Regions from separate parts of the Mus musculus genome. Here regions 1, 2, 3, 5, 6 and 7 are each linked to region 4. Evidence: chromatin contacts called from public HiChIP or PLAC-seq and Micro-C data. All regions are on one chromosome and are shown on one strand. Each heading gives the region's core, a stretch centred on a gene start, on an enhancer-like site or on the middle of the called end of the contact. The rest is flanking DNA. Distances are from core to core; before and after follow the strand shown.

Region 1 (3,808 bases), core at 245-2,744, 440 kb after region 4:
TTAATGAGTAGGAATTCAGCAGGCAGTGCAAGATAAATGGGGCTCTCTCTGCTTCTGCTAGAGTCAGCATGAACTGCGGCCCTGCGGCTTGTTTGTGGCAAATGGAGTGCGCGAAATATCAAAGGGCAGTGATCCAGAAGAAGACCGACTTTGACAAATTTTAAATTGGCCAGAAAGAAAACCAGGAGAAAAAAAAAAAAAAAAAGAAAAAAAAAAGAGGAAAAAAAATGAAAGAAAATTAGGCAATTGTTTGTGTCCTACAGTTGTGGCATTGCTGCCTTTGTACAGAATTATTGGTAAAAACAGCAGCGACCGTCACTGGATGCTGGAGCAATTATGAACCACCTTAAGTGAGATGCTTATCAGCAGCTGAAGCTTTTAGAGCTTCCTGCGTACAGTTGTAAGTAACTTGCTCTTGGGCTGCAGTCACTTTAATTAAAGTGTATGGGGTTGGTCAGAAGTAATTATCCTGTTTGGAAAAGAAAGGAAAAAAATCACCTCAACAAATCTGGTGGTAGTAGATTTTAGAACAACTCCTGCCAGTTTCCTTTTGTATGTACCTCTTCCCCAGAAAGGGTCAGGCTATGGCTGGGTTGGTTTGTGGTTGCTGCTAGCTGACAGCTAACAATGGGGTACAAACAGGGATCACTGTGGCTCAAGTCACCACTTTTGGCAAGCAACCTGGGCCAGACTTCACCTGCTCAGACTCCTCGCTACAGGCACTCTGGAGAGCTTTTCTCATCCTACATGCTGAAGATAATAGAATCCAAAACTGTATTTTATTAATCTGTTCCTTAGAACATAAATGAGCTAGCATCTTTCTGCTCTGCCCATTCACTAGGCTGTACTGCTTTTTAAACTTAACCTTTCTATTCCTTTAGAAAAACAAAACCACAACAAAACAAATCTTAAACAATCCTCACTGACACGGCAAGCAGCTGGATGGGAGAAGACTGCTTGGTGTTTTAAAGGAACCAGAGCCTTCACAGGGCTCTCACAGTTTAGCCTCACGCTCTAATCACAAGTGCCTTCCAAGAGCTTGGAGACAAATGAGCAACAGGGCACTGGCTGGATGCATGGTGTGCAAATGCTCCCAGGGTATGGCTGCTGCAGCCACTGTTTGGAGGCATAGAGTGCACAATCTTTACTTCCATTTTTTGTAGTGTACTAACCCCAAGAACACTGGGTAGAGACCAGCTTTTCTATAATGTAACACTGATTCACACCCCTCCAGACATGAGACAGGCTGTCCAAAGAGACAGCAGAAATAAGAAACATTTAAGTCACAGACATTCTCCACCTGATTAGCCTGCCTTCCAAAGCAACTTCTAGCTAATGATACTCTACGAGAACATCGCTCAGTAAGTGGGCTATTTGCCCTTTAAGGAAAAAGCACGTGACTTTTCTTTTCAGTGCCCACCTTCTATCCTATCGCACTATTTCATTCTACCAGGGCTCTTACCATACAGTGGACGGTAAATAAAGATCATCGTGAATTTGATCACATGCTTCAGTGCCTCCTTTCCTGACCTACGAATGCACTCATTACAAATCAGCTGAATGGCTCATTGATTTGCCAGGACAAGCAGACGTACCCAATCGCTCAGCCAAGCGGATGTAAACTGGATCTACCCGACGCATGGTTTTCACCAGATCCTTTTTACGGAATTTGATTTCTACTGTCCCTTCTGGCTCCAGAACAGATCCCCTGAATGCAAAAAAGAAAACAAAACAGTGAACTTTAGAGGAAAGAAGACACAGAATTAGGCCAGTTATAATTTGTGGAACAGGAAATAGGTTCATTACTGTTTTGGTCACCCATGGTTCCCAGAAGTTACCCCTGGTAAAAAACAGGCACCTAAGATGTATCAAAGTGAGGTATAAGAGAGGCCTAGCATAAAGCAATTAAAATAATTCTCATTACCACACCAGTAGATTTCAGTTTCAAAGAGAGAATACAGATTCCACCACTGACAGCTGATAAAAGGTGACAGGCAGCACCTTTTTGTTTTCCAGAAAAACACAACAAAAACAAAAAAAAATCCCAAAAGGTAGGCACCCTGGCAGAGAAACCACCTCTAGTACTTGGGCTGTACAAGTGGGTGTGTGTATAGGGTAGGCCGTAGTGTTGGTAATGACTGTCCTGTACCACAGCTGTTAACGTATTTCTGGAAGCACACAATTTAGGCCAGGCTGAGAGGCATTAGATAGGTATTTCTTAATGGACTTTAAAAAGGTGTTTACAGAAGGGTTTCTGGTGTCAGAATATTGTTAACATTCTCTGTAAGGAATTCCAAGGCCTTCACTTTGCTAACTTCCATAGCACTGGGCAGGATGCTATCAGAGGATAGCTTAGGGCTTAAAAATAAGAGACTTGTTGGTGTAGAGCATCAGCTTAGGGATTCAAAAGTGAAACTACTGTACTTTCTTTCCTAAGTAGCTCTTGGAGTAGAAGGCTAAAATTTGGGGAGATAGAGGCGGGTGTTCCAATAAAATGAGGGGATGCAGTAATGCACTTGGACAATGATGCTGATGGTTTCAGACAAGCACTGCAAACACATGAGAGGAGGCTTGGCTCAATTTGTTAAATTTCAAGAGCTACTTTCTTACAGATCTGGGCTTCTCTGCAGTTTTGTCTCTTTTTGGCAGTGGGGTGATTTACAAACATAGTTCTTTAGCCTCTTGGAATGTCAGAGTGATGCCCCTGTACTCCAACAGAAGGGGGCAACTTTGGTCTGGAGTCACAGAGTGTAGGTGAGCTCATTAACAGGAGAGACAATCCCAGAAGAGCAAAGACCACTCCAAATTTATCTACAATTAGTGGATTAAACTCCAGAACTGGGCTGGAGAGATGGCTCAGTGGTTAAGAATGCTTGCTGCTCTCCCAGAAGAACTGCCTTTGGTTCCCAGCATCCAGAGTGGATTACAATTACCTAACTCCAGTTTCGGAATCTGACCTCTAATGATAGCCCCCACACATGGCATACATGCTCAAAGACAAATGCATATACATATAAATAAAAAGAAATCTTAATAAATAAAGACACACACACCTTTAAAAGTTCTGGTTACTAAATGAGGAAAATACCTAATAAAAAATATTAAAAAAAAAAAGTTCTGGTTACATTTGAGTCTTCCTTTAAGCTCCTTTTTGCCCCAAAAAGAGATTGTTAAGATCCTTATCCAAATAGAGAATGGGAAGGGAGAATCTTTCCGAGGTTGTAAGAGGACTTTGTAGTAAAATAATCTGGGATGGGGCCTAGACTGAGAAAAGCTGACTCTAGCCTGGTTTCCTTGTGCCAGCAGACACTATTTAGAAAGCCTATTTTCCTCACCTTGGAGTCTTTTAGGAATGGACAAATTAAAATGAAGTTGTCGTGACTGTAATGTTCTGGGGGTGGGGGCAGCAACAGCCAGAGGGTCCTTGAAGGCATGGAATGCAATAGAGAAGACATGGTACCTGCTTTCTCGGTCAGCGTACATCTCCATGTGCCGAGGGTTGATGGTGGGGTCGATCACAACCCAAGAACCACCCCGAAGCTCAGCCTGGGGCGGGATGTAAACCATTACAGGCTGGGAACATTCCCGCAAGCCATCCACAATGTAAGCGCCAAACTTGAGCACTTGGTCATACATATCTATGGAGAATGAAACAAATTAGAAACAATCAAACTTCTCCTCAAAGCAGAGCTTTCACGTTATGGGACATGCAGAAAACAGACTTTCTGTTTCGATGAGGAGGTTGCTCATGGGAGAAGTGACAGGTGTTAGGGTTCCAGCCACCACAGGTTCTGTGGACATCCCAAAG
Region 2 (4,046 bases), core at 254-2,753, 460 kb after region 4:
TGTCAAGTTCCTTGCAATGTTCTGGTTCCTGAATCATTCTCCTCACATTTGCTACTATATGATACAAACTTCTAATTTATTTCTTTTTTAAAAAAGATTTATTTATTTATTTTAGGTATGTGAGTGCACTGTAGCTGTACAGATGGTTGTGAGTCATCACGCAGTTGTTGAGAATTGAATTTTTAGGACTTCTGCTCGCTCCAGTTGGCCCTGCTCAGTCACTGTTTGCTCTGGCCCAAAGATTTATTTATTATTATACATAAGTACACTGTAGCCACCATGGTTGTGAGCCACCATGTGGTTGCTGGGATTTGAACTCAGGACCTTTGGAAGAGCAGCCAGTGCTCTTACCCGCTGAGTCATGTGGCCAGTCCTCTAATTTATTCCTAACAAAAATTTACCAGCACTGACACACAAGAGACATCCAAAAGTGCACTCCTGAGGCTGCCTTTGCAGTTTATAGCCCTAAGTGGTCAAAGCAGATCCATGAAATAACAAGAAGAGCACGATCCCAGGGCTCTCTGCTTCAAAGTGCCCAGACCACAGAAGTAAAGGGCCAAATCGAGAGGTAAGAAGATTGTCACCTCGTCTGGCTATATACTTAAGCTTCAATGAACCCTCCACTTATTGTAGCTGGTAGACCTAAGAATTAAAGTATCTCATGAAAGCCAGTTAGTAGAGACGCAATTGTTAAAGGTTTCACCAAAGGTGCTATAGCGTCTGCAGAAATGCTGAGATGCCTAAGGGTATAAATGAATGCAGTCAAACATACTAAGGCCACTGTTGCTGCTTATCCAGAGACACTGTAGACAGCTCAGGTTTACCACAGCTGACAGGCAATGAAAACAGTCTAATATACCGCCTGCTCTCACCCTTAAATCCCTTTTTGGAGATCAAGATAAACACATTTTTTCTTTCCCCAGTGCTCCAAACGTTTGACTGAAGTGGCAGAGCACTGTGAGCATTTGTGCAAATGAAATCACTGTGTAATACTGAATGAGTGCAGTATTTTCTTGTAAGGATATTTGTCAGCACAGCACTGAAATTTCCACATATCACAGATGCAACCTGGACCAGTTTCTAAAATATTGATTTTATCCTAATATACATATTTTTTGGAATATTATATGGGAACGTATATTAGTTTTGGAACATTTAGTTACATGTAAATATTTGCCAATCACGTGATAAGATGGAAAATAATAATGGTGAATATTGATCATGATAAAAAAGGAAATCTGCACCTTTCTTCCCTTTTTAACAATCCTTGGAGAGTCAGGGCATCTTCTACTTTAGGAAGCAGGGAACACAAAATTCCTTCGACTCTGAGAATCAGGCTACACAAGCGGAGTTCTCGCTGCAATCCTCTTATGGTATTTCCATTCTCCAGAGGGTAAATCTACTGAGCAATCATCATCACTGGATCTCACACATGACTCTGGTATTAACGTCACTCTGGGATGGTATGGATAAAGGATGGGGAGGGCAGATAGACAGACAGACAGATGAGATGGCAGTGGGGAAAGAGTGGTATAAAGGGACAAGAGGGAGGACGGGCAAGAAGAAAGGGCTGAGGGGAGAGAGGGAAGGGGAAAACCGTAACAGCACTTCTCCTCCTAACATCCTCCTTGACCCCAGAGAACTACATTTTTAAAAGCTGACAAGTAATTCAATCTCCAATTAACATTTCTAAGTGGTGCTGCACATATTACTGTGTAAATGTTTCACCAGGAATATATCCAAGGGTGAGTGGAATTAAATTTCTTGGGAGTCAGAGACAATGCCTCTGTGACAATGTTACCAAATACACAGCTAAAGGGTTACACTCCTTTCTATACTGTTGTTGTCACGGCTGGCACTGGCAAACTAGAGAGCTAGCCCACAGCTGGTGGATTAGGCTTGGGGGCAGAGAGGACGCTCAGTGATACACACTCGCAGGCAGAGGGGATTTGAGCCATAGTTTGAGTCAAGATAATCCCCTTGGCAAGACTCAAAAATCTCTCAATAAGAAACAAATTCTGATGTGATCAAGTTTGCTGAAGAATAATCTTAGGCAAAGAGACTGTTGCTACCAGTGTCAGGAAAAGACTGGTTTTGTTTTAAATGTATTTTAAAACAAGTGTCTTGCTACGTGTATAGCTCAGGATGGCCTCAAGCTGACCATCTTATCCTGGCCTCCTAGGGCAGGTGTGTGCCATCATTCCCTGATAGGAAAGTATTTAGCCACAAAGACACTGAGATACAGAGCAGAAAAAGCACTGCAAGAGCTTTGCTCACTGAGAGCACAAGCACAAACTCACCAGGTGCAGTGGAAGATACTATTAATGTAAACGAATAAAGAAGAACCATAGATAGTTTGCCTGTCAAATGTGAGAGAAAAGGCATAGCCTTCCGAATAGAGAGCTGCCTGCCAAAAGAAATCACTCATCCCAGAGATCCATCAGCTAACTACTCATTTAGCTAGAGACATGAAAGTACTGACAATAAATCAATTCCAAATGGAAATACTTAGCATTTTAAATAAAGTCTGGTTTAGAGCCAGGTGTGGTGACTCATGCCTGTGATCCCAGCACTTGGGAACTGGAGACAGGAGAGTCAGGAGTTTATGGTCAGCTTCCACTCTGTGAGGCCCCAACTCAAAAGAAAATCAAGAGGGCAGACAAGAGTCTACCTTATTGAGAGATTATTTAAATATAACAAAAGTATCCAATTTATGGTATAAAATTCTATGACACTGACAAACACATCCAGTCACATCCCGTACACAGTAACGACATGGGAACATTATCGTCACGCTCCTCTGGCCCCTCTGCCTACTCCAAACAGCCAGTGATCTCATTTCTGCTCTGACTGCTTGGCCTTTTGTTAAGGTGGCATACAATGAGATTCACAGAGTATACAGCATTCAGGGCCTAGCTTCTTTTGGTTATCATATGGAGTGCATCACATTCATTCATACAGTCCAAGTGTAGGTACTTCCTTTTCACAGAGGGGTGCCATGACTCAGTTAGTGTTTGTCAGTTGGTAGACATCTAGGCTGTCAGTTTGGGGAGAGACTAGGAAGAAAGCTGCCACGAACATTTGGAAACAGGATTGTATGGTAAGTGTATAGCTAACTTAGTAAAAGAAACAGAAACCAAACCACAGATTTCAAAGTATTGATACCACTTCTCATTTCATTCAATAGTGGACAGAGTTCTAGCTACCCCAATTCATATCAGCATTTGGAATTTTGTAAATTATCATTAAAAATACTTATTTTGGTTTTTCCTAGAGCTGGGATATAGCACAGATTTAGAGCACTTACCTAGCATGTATCAGACTGTGAGTTTGACTGCCATCACCATAAACCAACAACAAGAAGCTGCATCATATAGGGAAAGAATGTAGTGCTGTGAAACTGTGGCTTTAATTTCCTTAATGAGGAGTGACAGACATAATTGCATACACTTATCTCCCATCTTTAAACATCTTCTTTCATGCAGAGTCTACTCAAATTTCTTGCCCATGTATTTAACTATTAGGCTGTTTTCTTATTGAGTTCTGAAAATTCTTTATATATTCTGGATTCTCTTTTACCAAATACATGTTTCTCATAGATTTTTAAAAAATGTTTTTTAGTTACCTCGTGGCTTTTCTAAATAGACTGGTACTTGAGGCAAATGGTAAAATGCCCCAGTGCTAGAGCTCACAGCAGCCAGATATCTGATATATCTGAAAGATAGGCTTGCCAGAGCCTGACTTCCTAGACAGTAACATTTATTCTTTCTCTGCAGCTTTTTTTTTTTCATTTTCTTGCTTATGGTGGGTAGCATTTTTTTTAATCCCTCAGTATCAGGCATGTCCAAACACTAGTCTACAGGCTGCATGTATCATGATGGACAGGCATGAATAGGTCCCACACGTTTACAGATATTGCGTTACAAAGTCAAAAGATTGGATATTTCTGAAAATTAAGTTTGTTTTAAATACCATGAAATCAGGAATCATAATGTATCTCAACATAAAAGCAACTTTACAAATTACAAATGCAATGAATGAATGCC
Region 3 (3,868 bases), core at 95-2,594, 350 kb before region 4:
CAACCATGTTTCCTTTCTTTTCTTCTTCTTCTTCTTCTTTTTTTTTTTTTTTTTTTTTTTTTTTTTTTTTTTTTTTTTTGGTTTTTTGAGACACAGTTTCTCTGTGTAGCCCTGGCTGTCCTGGAACTCACTCTGTAGATCAGGCTGGCCTCGAACTCAGAGATCTGCCTGCCTTTGCCTCCTGAGTGCTGGGATTAAAGGTGTGTACCACCATGCCCGGCCCATGTCTCCTTTCATTTGGACATACCGAGGTGCCAGGCCAATGTCTATGCATCTCTAAATGTTAGCATCATGGCATGCATGAAGGGCACCCGGTAAAGGGTGGTGGTGGTAACAAGGGACTTGTGACACAAAGTGAAGCAAAGGGAACTGAAAACTAGTGGTGACAAAGGGTCTGAAATATTACTGATTTAGCACAGGATTATTAGACTGGTGTTAACTGGGTTTGAAACTTAAAGTTTCTTGTCTTTTTTCATTTTTGTTTGCTTGTGTTTTGGGATTTTTGTTTGTTGTTTAGGATTTTTTGTTTGCTTGCTTTTTTTCCTCCCCCAAACAATGAAACCACTTTCTCTGTGCAGCCCTAGCCGTCCTGGAACTCACTCTGTAGACCAGGCTGGTCTTGAATTCACAGAGCTCCATCTGCCTCTGCCTCCTAAGTGCTAGGGTTAAACTCACATTTTCAAAGCCTCTCAGAACAATTGGATTACTTGCCGTTGGAGTTCAGGAGAGGAAGAGCCACACTCAGAGCACTCTGAAGGGAAGCTAGGTAAAGTAGGTACAGGACAGGTTCCCCCCAACTGTAGAGAGTGGGGGACTTTGGCTAACTCCATAAACACAGCACATAACTGAACAGAGACCGTAACACATACGTGTGCTCACATGGACATGGGTAACCCTTTATAACTAATGATCAAATGGGACTTCTCACTGTCTTGACAGAAACACAGCTTTGATAAACACGTTTCCTACTTGCTTACCCCTGCTTTGCGGCTCTGGGGAGTCAAACCCAGGACTAGGGCAGGCAAGCTCTCTACTCCTGAGCTACACCCTGGCCCAACTGTCTGAAGGAATTGTGTTCTCTTGTTCTTTGGGGCTTTTGCCAACCCACATACTCCACCATTTTCTCATCTTGTCTCCTTCCTTGAATTTCATGTTCGTGGCTTTCCAAAACCAGCCCTTCCCTGGTTCCCTCACATCCCAGCCTCACTTCACCTTCTCTAGTGGCTTGTCTCCTTCACCCCCTTGCCAATCTGAGGCTTCCATCTCAACAGCTGGGTGGGCAGACACCAGGATAGCACAGTCTCAGGTTCCCCACAGACTTCTAACTTACTGCTTCTGTGACCTGAGTGCCCCAGGTAGTGGGCAGGTTGGCTCCAGAACTCGGAGCAAAACCATGGCAACTGCCAACACAGAGCTCAGGCCCCTCTCTACCCTGTTCACTCATGCCTCAGGGTGGCAGCCAACTATCTCCTTCAGCTGGGATCTGGACTAGGTAAGTCAGTGAGCCACGTGTGCTGTCCCCCCCACCCCACTTTTTTTTGGGGGGGTTGTGTGTCAGTGCTTACAGCTGACTAGGACCAAATGGCACACCTCTGGCCAGAAGCTATTGATTTTAAACCTCGGTAAAGTTTCTGAAGTAATTTTCCTGGATGGACACCACTCCGCAGTTATTCCGGAGGCTTATTGAGAGAGAAAGTGTGTGTATTGGGGGCGCGGGGGCGGGGAGGGGAGAGTTGTAACAGTCTTTTCCAGAACAAAGGACTAAAAGGTGTGCTGAAAGAGAGAATGGAATATAATAAATCTCTACTGAAATACACTGCTAGCGCCCTGTAGCCATCTAGTTAATAAATGATTGTGTGGAGTGATGTTTGGGTTGCTTTAAGGGCACTTACAAAAGTACCAGCTGGCATGTATTTCATTAATCTCACCAAAACCTTCCTGGGAGTAGGTGCCAAGTAGTGACCCTGTTTCATAATGAGCCTGGGTAGCCGAGGTCCTATCACTTGCCTTAAGTCAGTGGCCACTGAAACAGAAGTAAGGCTTTTGGTTGGATTCGGAGTGCTCTGGCTTCTCCAGCATGCCAGCGGGAGGCCGGGGCGACCGAGCAAACACTTATCAGCAGTGTCTTGAGCTGCAGGCATGGTTCCGGCTGATGGGTGCTCAGCCGCTCGGTCAGGACAAGCTTTGTCCCTAGCAGGGCACCAGCGCCCCCTCGTGTCTTTCCCCAGCTAGCGTAGCGAGTTGCCCGGTGTAAAAGACCGTTGCAGCTGCAGTTTATCCATTTAAGCCATGTTTCCCCTGGAACGCTGGGTTCCATCTCCAGGGCCTCTTGGATGTCGCTCAGTTTGATCATGTTCTCCCTATTCTTTGGTGGCCTCTGGGTCAGCCAATAGAACTTCCCTCTGTCCATCTAGCCTCACAGGTCAGGACATGGCAGCTCTTACCAGCTCCAAGGCTGGACAGGCCAGGAGACCCTGGGGTTTGGGGCGAGTTCCTTTTCTGTCCAGAAATAAACTATTCTCTGTACTATTATGTTTAGCAAATTGTGGAGAGGAGATGGGGACAATCAAAGTCCCTACTTCTCTGCTTCACTTTGGAAGACCTGCTCCCTGAGGATTATTTCACAGCTAAGGACAACCATGTTGGTAAGAGGAAGGCAAAAGAAAGCCTCCTAGACACTCTATAAAATTGTCAGTAAACAATGTGTTTGAAAATGTAGAACATGCATTACCTCTGTCCATCCTGGGGAGAGCCTTAAGGAGAAAAAAATTGACAATAGTGGCATTCTGAAGATGTCACTAGGATAAATAAAATGTTATGTCACATATCTGTCCCCCGTGTCCAAGTGCTATTCTACGCCTAAAGCTCCTGAGCTGAGAGCAGCAGCATGTGCACACGGTTCCGTTTTTGAATATGCACTAAAAAGGTGTTGGAGTATATGCTCCAAAAGCCCCCAGGGGATGGCCCTCATTCTGCTTCCTCTGTCCTGCTGCTAAGCTGGCCAGGGCGGGACCTTGTAATAGTCGTGTCCAGGAAGGCACAAGACCTAGGACTGTTGTAAGGTCAAGGCCAGTCTGGACAACACAGCACAATTTTGTCTCAAAAAACAAAACTTAAAAATGTATTATGAAGAGACAGTGGAAAGACTGGAGTGGGAGGACAAACTAGGAGGGGGATAGTTGGCAGAGTGCTTTCTTATCACGCAGAATGTCCTGGGTTTCATGCCCAGCACTACAGAAACCAGACGCACATGCCTGTAATCTCAGCATTCTGGAGAAGGGAGAAGACTATTACAAGTTCAAGTCCAGCCTGGCCTATTGTCAGTACAGATTCAGTTTTAGTCACCCAGACTACATGGATATTCTGTCTCAACAAATAAACAAACAAACAAACAAAACCCCAAACCCCCAAAATTGTCACATACATCATCCAAAAGTGGCATGAGATATGAAATAACACTGAAAAAAATTTTAAAAAGATTTGAATAAACACATACATGTGTATATTACTTGTATATACACACACCTACATTTGAAAAAGAAACAGATGTTTTAAAAACAAAAGGCTTAGCTATTCTGGTCTCTTCATTCACTCTCTTCTCCAACCCCTTTCACTCCAAAAGCCTCCAGTAAGTCCCAAGCTCTGCATGGCTGCCCTATTTACATGATGGCTTACTCTCAAGCCTGGGGAGTAGCCTGAACCGACAATTGATAACAGCCAGAGAAGTGGCTCAAATACAACTGTAAGTAAAACCAAACACAAATCCATTGCTTTTGGGAAACATTCAAAATTCAATTGGTCAGAATAAAATTTTTCTGTAGGGCAAGTTAACTCATCTAACAGTGTTATTCATTGCAACATATATTTC
Region 4 (3,858 bases), core at 62-2,561:
TTTGGCCCTCACCCTGGGGTCCTTACCACGGCTACAGAGTATCAGGGTCTGTCTCCTACTACATTTCACTGTAACAATTAAAGAGAGAGATTACAACCTACTCTACCTTCAGAAGTATCTTTCAGTTTTTTCCCCCCTTCCTGGTGATCAGTGTGGTTGGTGTCTCAGAATTCCTTCCAGGTAGCTAGGAAGGTGGGTAGATTCGGAACATCACTTCTGGAGTGGGCACAGGAGATGGTTAGTTCCAGGCCAGCCATAGGAGCCAAGGATACAAATGTCCCCAAAATACATAATTAAGTACATCCACTGCTGCTCTAGAGGACCCATGTTGATTCCAGTCCCAGGGAGTCCTACATCCTCCTCTCTCTCGCTGGGCCACCAGGCACACATGTGGTGCACAGCCACACGGACAAACAATATGCCCGCACATGTGAAAGAATTTTGAAAAATAAGTTGGAGCCAGGTATACTAATACTATTGCACACCTTTAATCCCAACATTTGAGAAGCAGAAGCAGGGAGACCTCTGTGGATTTGAGGCCAGCCTGGGCTACACAACGAGTTTCAGGCCATCCATGAGGGCTGCTTAGTGAGACATTGATTTTAAAAAAGAGGGGGTGGGGGCTGGAGAAATGGCTCAAATGTTAAGAGCACTGGCTGCTCTTCCAGAGAACCCTGGTACAATTCCCAGCACCCACAACTGTAACTTCAGTTCTTGGGGATCCAACACCTTCATAGATGTACATGCAGGCAAAACAACAATGCACATTAAAAAAAAAAAGGAATCATTAGGAAAAGGGAAAAGGTTTAAAAAGATATTTTAAAAGACTAGGCTGAAAAGAGCCAGTCTGGGCAGTGAGCAAGGAAGTCGTAGAATTACCATGGGCCAAGGGCATCGGCTGCTTGTCAGCAGAAATACCGTAGGCTCGTTGGGGCTTTCGGGAGATGGGAAATATTCTAGGGGTTCTGCTGGCTGGTGCTGAGGGTCTGACAGGATATGCTTCTGGGAGAAAGTCCCAACTATGACATTGTGCCAGGATGTAGGATGGCTCCAAGACTGAGGATTGAACAGATGGCCAAACCACTGACATGCGGTGGTCTTTGAGGACGAGCAGGTGAACGCCTTCTAACTTCTTCCTTCACCCGGGAGCAGTCCAAGGTTAGCTCAGCACCAGCACAGCCTCTAGGCTCGCCTGCGTCAGCGGAGGCAGTGCGACTCACTCCTGTAGGGGGTGCAGTGGAGACGTGGTTGCCGCCAAGCGCACATGTGCGTCATCGGACAGGGGGCTGGGCCTCCAGAACCCGGAAGCTGGGGACCCACGTGGGAGGCTGGGAGGTGACTGTCTTGGCTCGAGGGTCAGGTTGTGGGCAGTCCTTGTGAGGGGACGAAGTGTGGGAGGTCAACGGGTCCTCCCCAGCTGTCTGTCAGTGGAGTCTCGGGCGCTGCTGGAGCAATGCGGCGACTCTGGACGGTCGGGTGCTTCAGTCGCCTGATTGCCCGCCATTTCTCCTCGGTGGCTCGGCGCGGGGAACGGCCTGGCGGGGAGGAGCTGAGTCGCTTGCTTCTGGATGACCTGGCGCCGGCCCAGCGGCTGGAACGTCTATTTGGCTTGTCCCCATGCCTCCTGGCCTTGCGGGCTGCCCGTCGGCGCGTGGCCCGGCTCCTGCTCCAGGCCGGTAAGGCTGGGCTGCAGGGGGAGCGAGCCGAGCTGCTCCGGGTGGCCGAGGCTCGGGGCATCCCTGTCTTGAGGCCCAGGCGTCAGAAACTGGATGCCTTGTGCGGCTACCAAGTGCACCAGGGCGTGTGCATGGAGGTGAGCCCGCTGCGACCCCGGCCTTGCGATGAGGCGGCAGACACGAGCTCAGGCGACGACCCTCAGCAGCTGTGGCTCGTCCTTGAGGGGCTCCAGGATCCCCGCAATCTTGGGGCTGTGATGCGCTCCGCTCACTTCCTCGGCGTAGACAGAGTCATCACCAGCCAGAGAAACAGGCACGGACGTCCCTTAATTCAGTTTACGCCCAATCTGGAGGCGGAGCCAAGCTCCTAAGCACTGGGCGGGGAGCCCCGGGGTGTGTAGGGCGCGGGGCTAGAGATTTTCTGGTTTTAACACGGATCGTGGGGATCCTTTGCAGCTGTCCGCTTACTCCAGTAGTCAGCAAGGCCAGCGCTGGGGCTATGGAGGTGATGGACGTGTTCGCCACTCCTGACCTGCCCGGTTTTTTGCAGGTAAAATGGGGCGAGAGGGGAAGAAGAGGCGGAGGCGATGACTCTAGTTAGGGATGTTAAAGCTATCTCCAACGCAGTGGATTGGGGGAGGAGGAAGAGAAGGGACGTGGTGGCATTGATTCCTACGACCTTCTAAGTCCCACCAGGAAAGATCCCAGGGCCTTTTAAATAGAGCATCGTCTGAAGTTAGGGATTTCCTCGTCTCATTTACTACACGCCATGGCCACCTGTGTCGGCAAGTCAATGTCTGACAACCGTGGGACTTCAGCAGTACTCCAGGGAGCTGGTGGACTGGAGTCGTGGGTACCCGGAAGCTCAACTTCAAAGCGATTTAAACAAGGCTTTCCAAGGGGCGAGCTTTAGTGTTCTTTAGCTGTGTGTTTCCTAGCTAGACTCTAGGGGGCAGCATTGCCCCGCATTTGGCAGTCCCTCCACCCTCTATCCTTCCCCTGTCCCCACCCTCATCCCTCAGTGAGAAAATAACCTTGAAAAGAGGCTGAAGAAAGCTGCCTGATAAACTTATATTCAAGCCATATGTCTAATTTCAGATTTTTCCAGTAACCATGCAGGCGTGATGACACATATCTATAATTCCAGCTTTTAAGAGGTGGACACAGGAAGATCGTTTATTTCAAGTCCAGTCTGGGCTACCCAGTCTTAACAAAACAAGACAACAACAAATCTAGAAAACTAAAAAGAAACATGATTGTATCCAATATACCACAAGTATTATCATTAAAACATACATTTTAAATATTAGTGAAAAAAAAAATGAGACAGGTTATTGTGTGGCCCAGGCTGGCCTCAGATCCCTCAGAAATCCTCCTGTGTTAACCTCCTTAAGTTGTGTGCCATCATGCCCGGCTTAAATCCCGTTTTAAAATGCTTATACATAATACATCTCAATTTGGAATAGCCATATTTCAATCCTTAATAGTCACGTGTAGTAGGGCTGGAGAAATGGTGGAACAGTTAAGAGCACCGACTGCTCTCTCAGAGGATTCCCAGCACCCACGTGGTGGCTCACTGCCATCTATGACTCCAGTTCCAAGGGATCTGGTGCCCTCTTCTGGCCTCCCTAGGCATCGATCACATGTGGTGTGTACACTTACATGCAGTTTAACTCTCATGTAAAAAACAAAACAAAACAAGAAGACAAAGTTAAAATCTGTAGGAAGTGGCTTGGTGTGCTCTGAGATTTTCATATTGACCAGCACATGTCTAGAAGCATGTCTGGCTTCATCTCACAGGCAGCCCCCCTTCTGAGGAACTGTCCGAGACTGGTGGGAAGTGGAGTTCTCTCCTCACACCCCACACTCCCTGCCAGCATTGGGCCACAGAATTGTTTCCCCTGGTTACTGGGGAAGAGCTGGAGGCAGCAGCCAGCCCTGTGCCCCACCCACTGCCTACCAAAGCCTGCTCCATCGATACCAGCCCCACTGCAGCATGCCAAGAGTCTTCTGTGTTCATCTGACCTCATGTTAATCAGAACCTTCCCTTCGTACCCCATCAAAGCCCCGGACAGTCACAGTATCCTTCATGTTGCTTCAAAGGTCCATTCTTAGTTCTCAGGTACTTGACAGGTCTACAGCATCTAGCACATATGGTCATTCTGATTTTGTCTTGTTTTGT
Region 5 (3,959 bases), core at 1,424-3,923, 360 kb after region 4:
ATTGGCCTCAGCTGCTCTAGTCAGGGGTTTTGATTCTTTTCCTTTTCTCCTCTTCTTAAACCCATTTGTCTGAAGGACAGGGAATGTTCTGGAGGGTCGAAGGATGCACTTGACACGGGATATTAATGCTATCTAATTGTGTGAGATCATGGGAGACAATCAAAAATGTTGTAGTCCTCATTAATTGAAGTGTTCGTGGCTGGGATAAAAGTGCATTGTGAGTTAAAGAGACTGAAGAAGGTAAAGCTGAAATTGCTGCAGAGCAGCTGGTTCCACTGGCAAGACCATGGAGCCTTCAACATATTTCCTTCCTTATTTCTTTGTCTTCTCTTTTTATTTTTTATTTATTTATTTTGATTCTGAAGGCCTTTTTAAGAAATATCATTACTTGATTGGTCCTTTATTCCAATTAATAATTTTAACTTCAATAAATTCTGATTTCAGAGTTATGACTAGTCACATCTTAGCTTTTCCCCTTGCTGGTTAATTGGGGTGCCAAGGTTAATCTAAATTAAAACTTAAACTAAATAGAGGTCAGCAAGGCAGCTGAAACACCTGAGTGAAACAAATGGGGCTGCCAGGCACAACTTTATCTTGGCTGTTTCCCAGGAGGGAAGTGGCAGCAAATTGGAGTTGTTTCAGCCTTCTGTAAAGGTGAATGATGGGTGACACTTGTTAATGTACAGCGTCTCCGGAAGCATTCCAGATTGCTTTGCTTCTGTACCAACTGCTGCCATCCTTGCACACTCAGTAGGAACTGGACCAGTTGCCAACATCTGGCGGCACAGCGAGGCACGGGTGCAAGTCTTGAAACCCCACTGATTCTAAATATGGTGCTTAGAACTGTGCAAGCTTTAATCACTTACCACTCCTTGGCAGCAGGCTACGACAGCTTATCCTAGCCTCGTACATCACATCCTGACATCTGCTGAGCTGCAAGGCAGCTGCACATTCATTTTCTTTTCTTGCCTTTTCCCATTGCTTCTTAGCCCTCTTCTGCTCACTGCCCCTTTCCTCCCCCCATCTCCTCCCTTCAGCTCCCCCCCCCCCCCAATATGCTGCTTGGAAGAGATGATCTGTAAAGATTACTGCTTCATTGTGTGCAAGTAATTGTGGTGATGCCAGGCCCTTGACAGACACAGCGTAGCACCTGTTCTGCTGACCTGGTTAATTTCTTCTGTTGAGTGGGATTTGCCAGAGATTGGAACTGAAGCCAATTCAATGATAAGGCTAAAGAAAATGGCTGTATGTTTTCTGTCACCTCCCAATTAAATTGGCTTCATAAAGTGCTTTCCTTATTTGTCAGGGTAGTGAGCCTGAGCTAAGTGTTGCATTGAGAAGGGGTACAGTGTGTTACAATAGGACTGTGAGTTTCTTTTATTTTTTCCTCTTTTGTCTTTTTAAAATATGGTCATGTGGATGAGGTAGATGGTGAATATAATACATTTCACACGCCCACTCGCCCTTGCACGCGCGCGCCACACACACACACACACACACACACACACACACCTTTTTAACATACTTGAGGCTAAACTCTTTGGGTCCATGTTTTGTAAAGACGAGATTATAGCCACATTGAATTTTAATGTTCCATTGTAAGGGTTTAAAGGCTTACTTGATTAATTCAGGTATTATGAGGCTGTGTAAATGGCCTAACTGCAGAGAAAGATGTATAGGGTCAGAGACTCCCCACCTGCTCACACACATTCAGTTTTACTCTCATTCTTTGTTTTCTAATGGTCCTTGAACTTTAAAAGCATGCCTACTTTATTAATAGTACAGGTGTACACACACACACAGACTTACGTATTTATATATACAAAAATGATGGTTCTAAGGGATATCATCATAAATCTCATCCATCCATCCATCCATCCATCCATCCATCCATTTATTTGAGACAGGGTTTCTCTATGTATTTTGTCCTGCCTATCCTGAGCTCACTATGTAGACCAGGTTGGCCTAGAACTCACAAAGATTCTTTCTCTTCTTTTAGAGTGCTAGGATTTTTAAAAAAAGATTTATTATTTTATATATGTGAGTACACTGTCAATATCTTCAGACACTCCAGAAGAGTGCATCAGATCCTGTTACAGATGGTTGTGAGCCACTATGTGGTTGCTAGGAATTGAACTCAGGACCTCTGGAAGAGCAGTCAGTGCTCTTAACCGCTGAGCCATCTTATCTCTCCAGCCCCAGAGAGTTAGCATTAAAGATATGTTCTACCATTCTGGCTTAATTTTTATTTATTTTTCTAAATGACTTTTTCTTTTTTTTATTTTTTTTAATTTTTTTCTTAAATTTATTTATTTTTTTAAATTTATTTATTTTTATTACATATTTTCCTCAATTACATTTCCAATGCTATCCCAAAAGTCCCCCATAACCTCCCCCCCACTTCCCTACCCACTCATTCCCATTTTTTTTGGCCCTGGCGTTCCCCTGTACTGGGGCATATACAGTTTGCGTGTCCCTAAATGACTTTTTCAAATTATATTTGTATTAATTATTTTTTGGTTTTGCTGTGATAGAACAATGACTGAAAGCAACTTATAGAAGAAAGAGTTTATTTTGAGTTTCTGTTTCCAGAGCAAGAGTCCATCATACCAAGGGAGTCATGTCAGCAGACAGACAGAGCAGGAACCTGAGAGACCACATCCTCAGTTGCAAGAACGGAGCAGAGCAAACTGGAAATACTGCAAGGCTATATATTTTCAAAGCCCTCCCCCAGTGATCTACTTCCTCTAGCAAAAGTGCCTCCTAAACTTCCTAAATAGCCAAGTGCCCTTACCTAACACTGAGCTATTTCATTTATTTATTTATTTATTTATTTAGGCATAGTCTCACTGTGTAGCCCAGGCTAGCCTGGACCTCTGAGCCTCCTTCCTCAGCCTCTCCAGTGTTTGGATTATAATTTAACCCTATAATTTAAATTTCTATTGCATTTATCTGTTTGCTTTGTATCTGTGTGCAGCTATAGTGTGAGTTTATATGCTTGGTGCACATGTGGAGGTCAGAGGACAACTCACAGGAGTCAGTTCTCTCTTCCCTCCCTCATCTCCTCTCGGATGAAATCCTGATCATTAGGCTTGCCTTGGCAGCATACACTTTACCCCTGGGCTATCTTGCCAGCCCAGTCCTTTCATTTAAAAAAATTCCTTTATTTATTCACTTATTTATTTTTGTGTGTGAATGAGTATGCACATACTTAGGTGGGTGAGTATATGTGTGTGCATGTGAACTCAGGTCTTTGGGCTTGGTGGCAAGCACCATCACCCACTCGCCATCTTGCCAACTTTCAGGCTTAGCAGTTTTAGAGCTGAAAGACTTAAAAAGTTTGAAAACTTAAATAATGTCCTAAACACACACACACACACACACACACACACACACACACACACACACACACGACAAATGGCAACATTAGCCTCAATCTCTAGGCTGCCTAGATCAAATTTTGTTTGTTCATTCTTTTCTTTTCTCCCCCACCCCCCTTTTATTTATTTATTTATGTGAATACACTGTAGCTATACAGATGGTTGTGAGCCTTCATGTGGTTGTTGGGAATTGAATTTTAGGACCTCTGCTTGCTCTGGTCAGCCCTACTCATTCTGATCAACTCTGCTCACTCAGTCTCTGCTTGCTCTGGCCCAAACATTTATTTATTATTATACATAAGTACACTGTAGCTGACTTCAGACACAACAGAAGAGGGCATCAGATCTCATTACGGGTGGTTGTGAGCCACCATGTGGTTGCTGGAATTTGAACTCAGGACCTTTGGAAGAGCAGTCAGTGCTCTTACCTGCTGAGCCATCTTGCCAGCCCAATTTTGTTCTTTCTGTGTACCCTTGTTTCTTAAATATTTCATTTTTTAGCCATAAAAATTATAGCTTTATGGTTTTCAGTTTGTAAATAAATAAGCTTCTTCTTTTTTTTTTTTTTTTTTTTTTAGA
Region 6 (3,700 bases), core at 736-3,235, 500 kb after region 4:
ATGTAGTTCACAGATTTGGTCCACGTCATTCATATTCCCACTCTAAATTCATATTAAATGCAATGCCTTTCAAATCTCACAATAAGAAGAAAGTCTGTACTTCTCATCAGGAATTAGGTGGTACTTCTTTAGTTACATCTTTCCTGATGGGGGAAGGCACAGCAGGAAAACAGGAAGGAGTAAGCTAACACAGCCAGAAAAGCTATTTCTTGTGCTCTTAGCACAGGTACAAGTGTTCAGAACTCAGGTCACATCTCTGCTGAAATAGCCAATATCTTCCTCAAGCAGCAAACAGGTTACCTAAAACTAAATGGAACTGAATTGGTCCAAGTTCTGGTCCTATCACCTTTTACCTATTTACCATCCTAGGAAGAAAGAGGGGAAGACAGGCTGACCAACAAGGTAACAATGGTCTACTAAGTGCATGCTTTCTGCCTCTGGCTGTGGGGAGGAGCATCTCAATTCACGGAAAAACTATTCAGGAATCCATGTGCTGGCTTTTAAACACAGACACTCCAATACTTCAAGGTAATTCACTATCTCCCACAATGATGACCTGGTAGAGCCGTCACTCTATTACAGTATGATTTAATGTGACGTAGCATCAATGCATTTACATTGAGCCTTGGCTTTCACAACATTAACAGGTCATTTTGTTTTTATTCCTTTTTAAATAAAACTGTTCCTCGTGGCTTTGTTCTGATGCCCATTCTCTTTGGCAAAGGACAGGTTTGCTCCACATCCCACCAGAAGGAGCTCTCTTTGTTCTCTCCTATCATTTTTCAGGTAATATGTAGAGTGCTAGGCTCATGACAAACTTGTCTCTTTGGCCAAAGAAAATTAAACTGCAGTAGTGGAAAGTCAACGTTCCCTGATAAAAGTGGGCTCAGCAGGAGGAGATAGATCCTAGTGACACCTAGTGATCCTCGTCATCTTACAGCTAGCTGTCCTTCAGAGTCAAATGCTGAAACTCCATCCTTAGACTGGTCTCTCGAAGGACACACTCCATTGTATGTCCAAGCTACTGGCAGCAGAGCTTGCTTCTAATACCTTAGCCTCATTCCTGTCTTGCCATGTCGCACAATCTAGCTAAGGTCACTGACCTCACCAGCCACCCTGGTTATTGACTGTTCACAAAAGAACATCGGCCTCACTCTTCCTGAATTCTCAGGCTCAGAAACAGCAAGCTAACATGTAGGCTCAATCCTAGTCAATCATCTAAGAAAAAGAAGAAGAGAAAAAAAAGAGAACATGTAACTAAGAAAGGGAAGACAGAATGATGAGAAGGTGATACAGAGCAATGGCTAGCTTCACAAATGCTGTTAGCATTCTGATTTCAAAACTACTGGGCGAAGGAAAACCCATGGTTGCCAGTGTACACTGCTACTCCCTTTATGCAGTAGCCGCTCCTTTTATCCTAAGGTTTGTTAGGTCTTAAAGGGGTTAAAAAAAATCTTTAATTTTTTTTTTTTTGTTCGTGTGTGTGTGTGTGTGTGGTCTTTGGGTACAGAGTTCCGTATAATAAGACTATTTGTATTCATACTGGCAGAGTAAACACTACATGTTCATGCCCAGGCAGCTCTGTGCTTGTAATTTCAGCAAGAACAGAGCTCTGTCCCTCTGGGACTTCACTATTCCCCCAGTCTCCATTCACTCAAACACAGAATGAGAACAGAGAGAAAGCAGGAGAAGAAAGATCATGGCAAGAGGTTTCACTCAGCACTGCAGCTAGCATTTCACGTGGCTTAAAAAAAAAAAATCTCATTTAGTGTTTTAATTACATTAGTTAAAACTGTTTTACTCTCAGCCTCATGTTCACAAGGGCACTTTCTATTCCTCAATAGCTATTCAATGAATCAAAATTGCAGACTAACACAACGAAGCTTTTCTTTCCTGCTGAGGGGCTTGTGAGCAGAAGCCATACAGTAGATACAGAGCTCTGCTTCAGCTTTGTGTGTCGATGATATGCATTTACTCTCGGCAACAGCTGCACTTCCACCCCATCTTCCTGCCATTTGTTGAGGCACCGGATTGGAAGATCTCTACTACTCTAAGCCTCTCCATCTGGTCTAGTGCTTGTCTCCATCCTAGAACTAAATCACCTGCTCTTGCTGCCTATTCTAAAAAGCCATAAACCTTATACAGAAAACGAATATTTTAGAAAAGGATACAGAAGCTGGGCTTGGTGGCACATGCCTTTAATCATAGCAGAGACAGAGTTCAAGGCCAGTGTATTCTACAAAGTGAGCTCTAGGACAGCCAGAGCTACATAGAGAAACCCTATTTCCAAAGAACCAAAAAATAAGATACTGAACATAATGGAAAAAATTCACATAGTATCTCCAGTGATCAGGTAGCTTGCTTATAGTCAACACCCAGATAAAGATTATTTTAAGAAATAAATTTAGCTAGGAATTATCTGAATCTGTGATTTTTAAAAAAAAAAATCTGCACTTTTAGGTGTGTTAAAATTTTTGTCATCGCTACAATTGTACCTTAAAAGCATAATCAAAATCTTATGACTCTTACTACATGGAGATGAAGGGACACACAAGAATAGATCTTTGTGTCATTATTATTTGGTACTATATGAGGAGGGTTATGAATCTTAGAAAATGCTTTCTGTTTGTTTTAAGACAGGGAGTCATATAGCCTAGGTTAACGTTGAACTAATTTTCCTACCTCAGTTTCCAAATGCTGGTGTGTGACACAGCACATGACTAGAAATGTGTTATTTTATTTTCAAAAGCTAATACTTTATTAATATATTTATTATTTTTAAAATTTAAATATATTTTGATATTATTTTTCTCCCCAAGTCATTCCAGAATCTTTCCCTGTCCCTTTCTACCCAACTTTTAAGTTTTTAATAACTATCAAAATCGGGCAGGTGTGGTAGCACACGTCTCTAGTCCCAGCACTCAGAAGGCAAGCAGAGTTTAAAACCAGCATGGTCTATGTGTGAGTGCCAGGCCACCTAGGCAAATGTAGTGAATGAGATCTTAGCTCAAAAATAAACAAACAAAAAAAAACCAACCAACCAACCAAACAGGCTTTGTGCTTCTTTCTTTTAAACCATTGGCTCTGACTGAGCCATTTAGGAAGAACTTCTTTACCATGCTCACAATATCACCAAACCTAATAACTGAAGTATAAAAAAAGCAACCTAAAGATCTCAAAATTCCAAATTTTTGTAACAAAAATAATCTGTTCTCATGTATCTTCAATTATCCACTCACAATCTTGTCCCACTTACATTCCTACCTTCACTTCTATTTTGAAGCAAAACCAAAACATTAGTATTCTTTAAAGTATGTAAGCCCATCAGAAAATACCCCTTTTTAAAAAGCACAATTGTAATACCATTATCGTATCTAAGAATTTCACAGTAATCTCTTTGATTTGGTCCATTCTCTCTCTGAGGAAATCTACCCGAAACACTGCCCTGATCCCCACTTGAGTCTTAGATCCTACTGTGTAATGCCAGCTCTCACAGCAGGTTGGTCCTAGTGGACGCAGACCCGGAAGGGGACAAGGGTTTATCTACTTGCCTCATTTCCTCCTGGAAGTCTGTTCATATGGACCAGCTGGCCTTGATCATCCAACACCAGTTCAGTATACGTCAGGATGTCGGAAGGCAAAGGAGGCGAAGGAAGAAATGCTTGGGTGGACATGGACTCCCAGAGTTTGATGAGTGACT
Region 7 (4,280 bases), core at 1,171-3,670, 420 kb after region 4:
TTCCTTGAGTACATTTTAATCTGTAAAAATAATAAATTATCATCCACACCTGCACATAAAGGTAATATATACTGTGGGCTTTCTCTATTCACTTTTTCTGTGTTCATATGATTGTGTGTGTGTGTGTAACCATGGATTGAACACAGTAGGGCCTTATGTGGGTTAAAAATCTGCTGTCACCGAGCCATTTCCAAGACCCTGGTCATATTTGTAATAGATTTGAGGTCTCTGGTAAGTCCAACATTTGTGCCCACACAGATTTCTTTTTCCCTTTGAGGACGAGTTTTTCTTTGAATGTGTCAGTTTTAGTTGGAAAAAAAGGGCATTAATATTAGTAGTTAGAGGTTCTCAATTTTCCCATAATTAAGTGGCTTATTATTATTAAAGACTAGCTCTTTCTCTTTTATAGCTCAGGCTGGCCTTGAATTTGCTATGTAACCAAAGTAGCCCTGAACTCCTGATCTTCCTGTTTCTATTTCCCATGCACTGTATTTCTTTCTTGGCACCTTGACTTAACCTGTGGATTATTTTCCTGCTTTGCACCCAACGTTCCCACCCTCTTCCATTTTTCAATAACTCTGAAGCTGAGCTTCCTAAAACTGCCCTGTGCCTATTGGCCAGCCAGCAATTTGGGCAGATCTTGTGAGCCAGGTCCTCCTCTGTTGTCTGTCTGTGTGTTTATTCTGAGTGGATGTACAGAGAGCATAGCCAGGCCTCCTGTGGCTGTCTCACTTCCCATTCTGACAACTGTCTGGCCAGCCTAGCTGGGCACTGGTCTTCCCTGCATGCTTACCAGTTACTACTGTTACTGCCAATGCCACTGGGTATGGAATGTTATTTGGACTTCAGCTTCATCCAGGATTCCAGGTTAGAATGATTTTAGGACTAGGTGAAATCAATGGGCTCTCTTCTTTCTTTTCTCTTGCATCCCAGGGAAAGCCAGCCTCACTCCAGAGGCCCCTGAGCCCTTCTATGAAGGTAGCCAGGCTCAGTGGCACCTTCTGCCCAGATGCTGCAGGGCTTGGTGTCACTTCTGCTCAGCATTCATGTCTACTCAAAGCCTAGAGGATCCCTGGACCCTGAGGAATAATTCTCTGACAGTGTCCTATGAGAAAGGTACTTCTGAGTCATGATGGATCCCTAGTTTTCTAAGAAATGAACAGGTAGGGATGGTAAGATGGCTCAGTGGGTAAAAGTGCTTGTCACATAGCTTAATGCCCTATATTTGATGATCCCCTGAACCCACGGTGTCTTCTCATCTACACACACACACACACACACACACACACACACATACACACACACACACACACACACACACACAGACACTGTGGCACCCTTGAACCTTCACTCACACACAAAATAAGAAAAACAACTGCTCTGAGAACTTGCTAGTAATATCCGGCAATGGATTCGTGGTATCTAGACTCTGGGAAAGCTGTTACAATCCACACTGTGCAGGCAAGGTGTCGGAAGCTTTCCCAGGGATGGAAATGAAGAGCCCAGCTTGGGAGACTCACCTGGTCCAGTTTTGGGGCAGGGTCTTGCTATGGCCCTAGCCTGGCTTGGAATTCCTGTGAACTTCTTGTTCTGCCTCCAGATTGCTGGGATTAAAGGTGTAACACACCTAAGAGGTGTGTGCCACAGTTCTTTCTGTGAAATGACTATCAAAGAGCCAGAAAGTCCAGGCAGAATGCTGTTAGCCTTTTCCTAGTTCCAAGCCTGAGCTTTTTGTGTGGTTTCAGTCTCTCCTCATCTCTAGCAACCTCCCTGCTTCCTCTAGAGTAATCGAGTCATTCAGCCCCACTGACTAAGATCTAGCCTGTCCACTACCCAGTGGAGCCTGCTCTGGCTTCCTATCTTCCTGGGGTGGGGGCGCCATTATTCTACTTTCTCACCAACTGCAGGGCACCTTCTTTCGAGAGACACAGCTTACTAGAGTACTGAGTTTATGAAGCTGTCCTAATACCAGTACGGGTTTTCAGCCACAAGGCAGCCAGTTATGTCCAGGATCAGAGAAACTCCCCAGTAGACACAAAGACAGCTTAGATGCCTTCTTGGAGTATAGAAAATAGCTGTCGGTCTAGTATTATTTTCAGTCCCTGCCCAGGGACCACACATACACACGGGAGGTGAGCTTGGACTCAGATTTTGTGGTACCCAGGACAGTGCTCCTTTTTTTCCTTTTCTTTTTGTGCAGGCCCTAGTCTAAACCTTCCCACACATTCAGATATCAGGAGCAGCTGGCTTCTGGTCTGATACCAGTGGTGTCCCAGTGGCCATTAATAACTGCAGACACCAACACTTCGTTCTGACAAGAGGCTTCCAGTCTTAGTTGTCTGTGTACTCATGCTCATTTGGGCCTCCCCAGGGGGACTGCAGGCAGTGAGAGCCTATCTTAGCAGCACAGAGTGGTGCTAGCTAAGCTCCGGGTCTGCTGAAAGCCCATACCCTGGCCCCTCAGCTGCAGAGCAGGTTTCTGTGCTGACGCAGATCCCTGTTCAAAGGGTGCAGCTGCAGGCAGGGAAGCAGTTCTCATGAGGATTCTGTATCCCTCTACTTCTTGCTTTGACACAGGCTCATCTATAGACCAGGGTGGCCTAGATCTCACAATCCTCAACCCCTTGAACGCTAGATTATAAGCATGGGCCCCAAAGCCCGGCTCAAGCTTCTCTTCTTGCTCCTCTTTCTAGAACACTGACTTAAGGGAGCTAATATATCTTAATATGTTATTCATAAAAAGGATTACCCCCTGCTTAGAAACAATTCCCCCAAAACAAAACCGAACTTAATAATCCAAGACCCCCTACTACCCTGCTTTGCTGCCTCCGTTCCTGGGGATGGGGGTGGGGCACAGAGCTTGTTCTGAGGAAGTGGGGGAGGGAGAGTCAAGGACACATAATCATGACTTTCCTGCCCCCTAGTGCTCTAAGTGCTCAGACTTTAGAACCCAGAAAGCCTAAAAAACATCCTCAAGGATGGGGTGGTCCCAGAACTCATAATGCTGAGGACAGTGGAGTCCTGTGTACTGGCAGGGAGCACGGTTCAGGGTTTCAAAGATTTTTGGGTGGCTTTTCTCTGGGCTGGGACTCTGGAGCTGGTACCCACAAACAGGCTGAATTCCTTCTTCCTAAGGTCTTTCTTGTCCCTACCCTAAACTAATTCTCCTTTGGGGGAGTGACTTGTCAGGACTCCCACCTGGATCTTGGCAGTAAAAATTCTATAGTAGAACACTCTATGGGAAAACACCCCTAGAGAACTTGTATTTAGCTGGAAGGATCTGGAATACTGGTAGTGTCAGAACATAGGGCAGGCCAAGGCCAGCACTGGACAAAGCTGTCCTGCTCTTACCCTGTTCATTCTTAGCAATTTCAGGAGACAAAGGCTAGCTGGCACTGTAGAGCCAAGGAGGGGTTTGTCCCTTCTCTGGCCCCTGTAGTTCTGCTGAAAGTGGGACCAGATAATGGGTGGCTGCGGGCATGAGTTGAAATGACAAACGGTGGCTCTTCTACAAATGTGGAGGTTTATTTCAACAAAACGTGAGAAGAGTGCATTGGACTGAAGCCCCTGCTCGCTGGCGTGTGTGTCCATCGAACTCTCACTGACACGTGTGAAGGCTGCTTTGTGAACAAGTGGACAGATAATATGGCAATCTCAGTTCAAGCCAGTCTGGGTCAATACATCATTCACCCTCCTCCTCAGTAACCCTGCATGTGTAATGGGCTGTGGTACCATCACACTGCCCATGTGCCGTGGCTCTGACTTCTCCGTATTGAGACGGCCCGGTCCCGGGGATGGGGCAGCAGGGAAAAGGGACTTATACAAGCCCAGCCCACTCCACCTCTCCAGGAAAGCAGCTTTCATACCACCGGGGGTGTGGGATTGGACGTGCTGTAGCAAAAGTGGAGGCCAGAGATAAATCCCATCCTTACCTACCAGGTAAGCAGGGAACCAGGGGCCAGGGAGCTTCCTTCTGGACTAAGGATGCTCCCCACCTGATCCAGCTCTGGCCCTCCTGTTCCTTCCACCAGGGCTTGTGGGGGTGGGGCAACTTGCATCTATAGTCCCTTGGATGTCCACTTGCAATGTGGCACCATTGAGAAGGTCCTCTGGAATATCTGCTTGAGGTGCTCCTGAAGGGGAGGTCAGCTCTTTTCGTGGAATCCAGGTTAAGGCTCAGACTGAAGTACTCACTTGAATGGTTTCTGTGGCAGGTATCTTTTTCCTTCTCGATCTTCAGCGACAGATGTATTAGTCATAAAGTTGAAACTGGATGTTAT

What was found. Hi-C and Micro-C count contacts between places; a contact is called where the count stands out from the background. HiChIP or PLAC-seq counts read pairs in DNA pulled down with a chosen protein or histone mark.
Region 1: a contact with region 4 is called in an H3K4me3 HiChIP or PLAC-seq map of embryonic basal ganglia, with 5 times the contacts expected there. The contact joins the enhancer-like site here to the promoter of Mrm1 in region 4. A contact is called at or near these places in 8 of 39 promoter capture datasets (cranial neural crest, embryonic stem cells, frontonasal cranial neural crest and 4 more), 2 of 484 Hi-C or Micro-C datasets (bone marrow-derived macrophages and cortical neurons), 29 of 115 datasets of contacts at active chromatin or transcription factors (the 230-238 cell line, PVALB interneurons, the SCID.adh cell line and 21 more) and 3 of 9 other capture datasets (adipose tissue, liver and macrophages).
Region 2: a contact with region 4 is called in an H3K27ac HiChIP or PLAC-seq map of trophoblast stem cells, with 5 times the contacts expected there. The contact joins the enhancer-like site here to the promoter of Mrm1 in region 4. A contact is called at or near these places in 15 of 39 promoter capture datasets (the 3T3-L1 cell line, the C10 cell line, the HPC-7 cell line and 10 more), 3 of 484 Hi-C or Micro-C datasets (cortical neurons, nephron progenitors and spermatogonial stem cells), 31 of 115 datasets of contacts at active chromatin or transcription factors (the 230-238 cell line, DN3 thymocytes, the NIH/3T3 cell line and 21 more) and 4 of 9 other capture datasets (adipose tissue, embryonic stem cells, liver and 1 more).
Region 3: a contact with region 4 is called in a Micro-C map of embryonic stem cells, with 3 times the contacts expected there. The contact joins the promoter of 1700125H20Rik here to the promoter of Mrm1 in region 4. A contact is called at or near these places in 4 of 39 promoter capture datasets (the HPC-7 cell line, embryonic stem cells, fetal liver and 1 more), 8 of 484 Hi-C or Micro-C datasets (the Ba/F3 cell line and embryonic stem cells), 3 of 115 datasets of contacts at active chromatin or transcription factors (all in embryonic stem cells) and 1 of 9 other capture datasets (macrophages).
Region 5: a contact with region 4 is called in an H3K4me3 HiChIP or PLAC-seq map of bone marrow-derived macrophages, with 4 times the contacts expected there. The contact joins the enhancer-like site here to the promoter of Mrm1 in region 4. A contact is called at or near these places in 13 of 39 promoter capture datasets (3T3-L1-derived adipocytes, the C10 cell line, the HPC-7 cell line and 9 more), 2 of 484 Hi-C or Micro-C datasets (B cells and bone marrow-derived macrophages), 28 of 115 datasets of contacts at active chromatin or transcription factors (the 230-238 cell line, the NIH/3T3 cell line, the SCID.adh cell line and 18 more) and 3 of 9 other capture datasets (adipose tissue, liver and pancreatic islet).
Region 6: an H3K27ac HiChIP or PLAC-seq map of oligodendrocyte precursor cells shows a contact between it and region 4, with 9 times the contacts expected there. The contact joins the enhancer-like site here to the promoter of Mrm1 in region 4. A contact is called at or near these places in 14 of 39 promoter capture datasets (the 3T3-L1 cell line, the C10 cell line, cranial neural crest and 9 more), 2 of 15 datasets of contacts at CTCF or cohesin (the NIH/3T3 cell line and large pre-B cells), 2 of 484 Hi-C or Micro-C datasets (bone marrow-derived macrophages and cortical neurons), 21 of 115 datasets of contacts at active chromatin or transcription factors (the 230-238 cell line, PVALB interneurons, the SCID.adh cell line and 17 more) and 3 of 9 other capture datasets (adipose tissue, liver and macrophages).
Region 7: an H3K27ac HiChIP or PLAC-seq map of VIP interneurons shows a contact between it and region 4, with 7 times the contacts expected there. The contact joins the enhancer-like site here to the promoter of Mrm1 in region 4. A contact is called at or near these places in 7 of 39 promoter capture datasets (cranial neural crest, embryonic stem cells, frontonasal cranial neural crest and 4 more), 6 of 484 Hi-C or Micro-C datasets (bone marrow-derived macrophages, cortical neurons, embryonic stem cells and 2 more), 28 of 115 datasets of contacts at active chromatin or transcription factors (the 230-238 cell line, the SCID.adh cell line, SST interneurons and 20 more) and 3 of 9 other capture datasets (adipose tissue, liver and macrophages).

Annotation. Positions count from the first base shown.
Region 1 is chr11:84,380,332-84,384,139 of GRCm38.p6, reverse strand. It overlaps Acaca (acetyl-Coenzyme A carboxylase alpha), which reads right to left. Exons shown (of 54, transcript NM_133360.2): 49 at 3,461-3,638; 50 at 1,596-1,708. Among named protein-coding and RNA genes, the nearest start is that of Aatf, 130 kb to the left of the region's middle. Within about 2 kb of position 1,494, at least 10 of the 459 cell types and tissues checked have an H3K27ac peak or open chromatin away from gene starts, as enhancers often do. A contact at or near this core is called in the SCID.adh cell line, where this site is marked.
Region 2 is chr11:84,356,433-84,360,478 of GRCm38.p6, reverse strand. All of the region lies in intron 43 of Acaca (acetyl-Coenzyme A carboxylase alpha), which reads right to left. Among named protein-coding and RNA genes, the nearest start is that of Aatf, 160 kb to the left of the region's middle. Within about 2 kb of position 1,503, at least 9 of the 459 cell types and tissues checked have an H3K27ac peak or open chromatin away from gene starts, as enhancers often do. A contact at or near this core is called in trophoblast stem cells, where this site is marked.
Region 3 is chr11:85,168,572-85,172,439 of GRCm38.p6, reverse strand. 1700125H20Rik (RIKEN cDNA 1700125H20 gene) reads right to left here and starts at 1,344. Exons shown (of 6, transcript NM_028589.1): 1 at 1,213-1,344. The coding sequence starts at 1,263.
Region 4 is chr11:84,816,968-84,820,825 of GRCm38.p6, reverse strand. It overlaps Mrm1 (mitochondrial rRNA methyltransferase 1), which reads left to right and starts at 1,311. Exons shown (of 5, transcript NM_145433.1): 1 at 1,311-1,989; 2 at 2,133-2,226. The coding sequence starts at 1,454. Dhrs11 (dehydrogenase/reductase (SDR family) member 11) reads left to right here. Exons shown (of 7, transcript NM_177564.5): 7 at 1-98.
Region 5 is chr11:84,461,710-84,465,668 of GRCm38.p6, reverse strand. The region is part of intron 9 of Aatf (apoptosis antagonizing transcription factor); the gene reads left to right. Among named protein-coding and RNA genes, the nearest start is that of Aatf, 50 kb to the left of the region's middle. Within about 2 kb of position 2,673, at least 2 of the 459 cell types and tissues checked have an H3K27ac peak or open chromatin away from gene starts, as enhancers often do. A contact at or near this core is called in bone marrow-derived macrophages, where this site is marked.
Region 6 is chr11:84,322,481-84,326,180 of GRCm38.p6, reverse strand. It overlaps Acaca (acetyl-Coenzyme A carboxylase alpha), which reads right to left. Exons shown (of 54, transcript NM_133360.2): 39 at 3,552-3,698. Among named protein-coding and RNA genes, the nearest start is that of Acaca, 130 kb to the right of the region's middle. Within about 2 kb of position 1,985, at least 26 of the 459 cell types and tissues checked have an H3K27ac peak or open chromatin away from gene starts, as enhancers often do. A contact at or near this core is called in cortical neurons, embryonic basal ganglia, forebrain and 2 more, where this site is marked.
Region 7 is chr11:84,400,876-84,405,155 of GRCm38.p6, reverse strand. It overlaps Acaca (acetyl-Coenzyme A carboxylase alpha), which reads right to left. Exons shown (of 54, transcript NM_133360.2): 54 at 3,505-4,280. Among named protein-coding and RNA genes, the nearest start is that of Aatf, 110 kb to the left of the region's middle. Within about 2 kb of position 2,420, at least 9 of the 459 cell types and tissues checked have an H3K27ac peak or open chromatin away from gene starts, as enhancers often do. A contact at or near this core is called in SST interneurons and VIP interneurons, where this site is marked.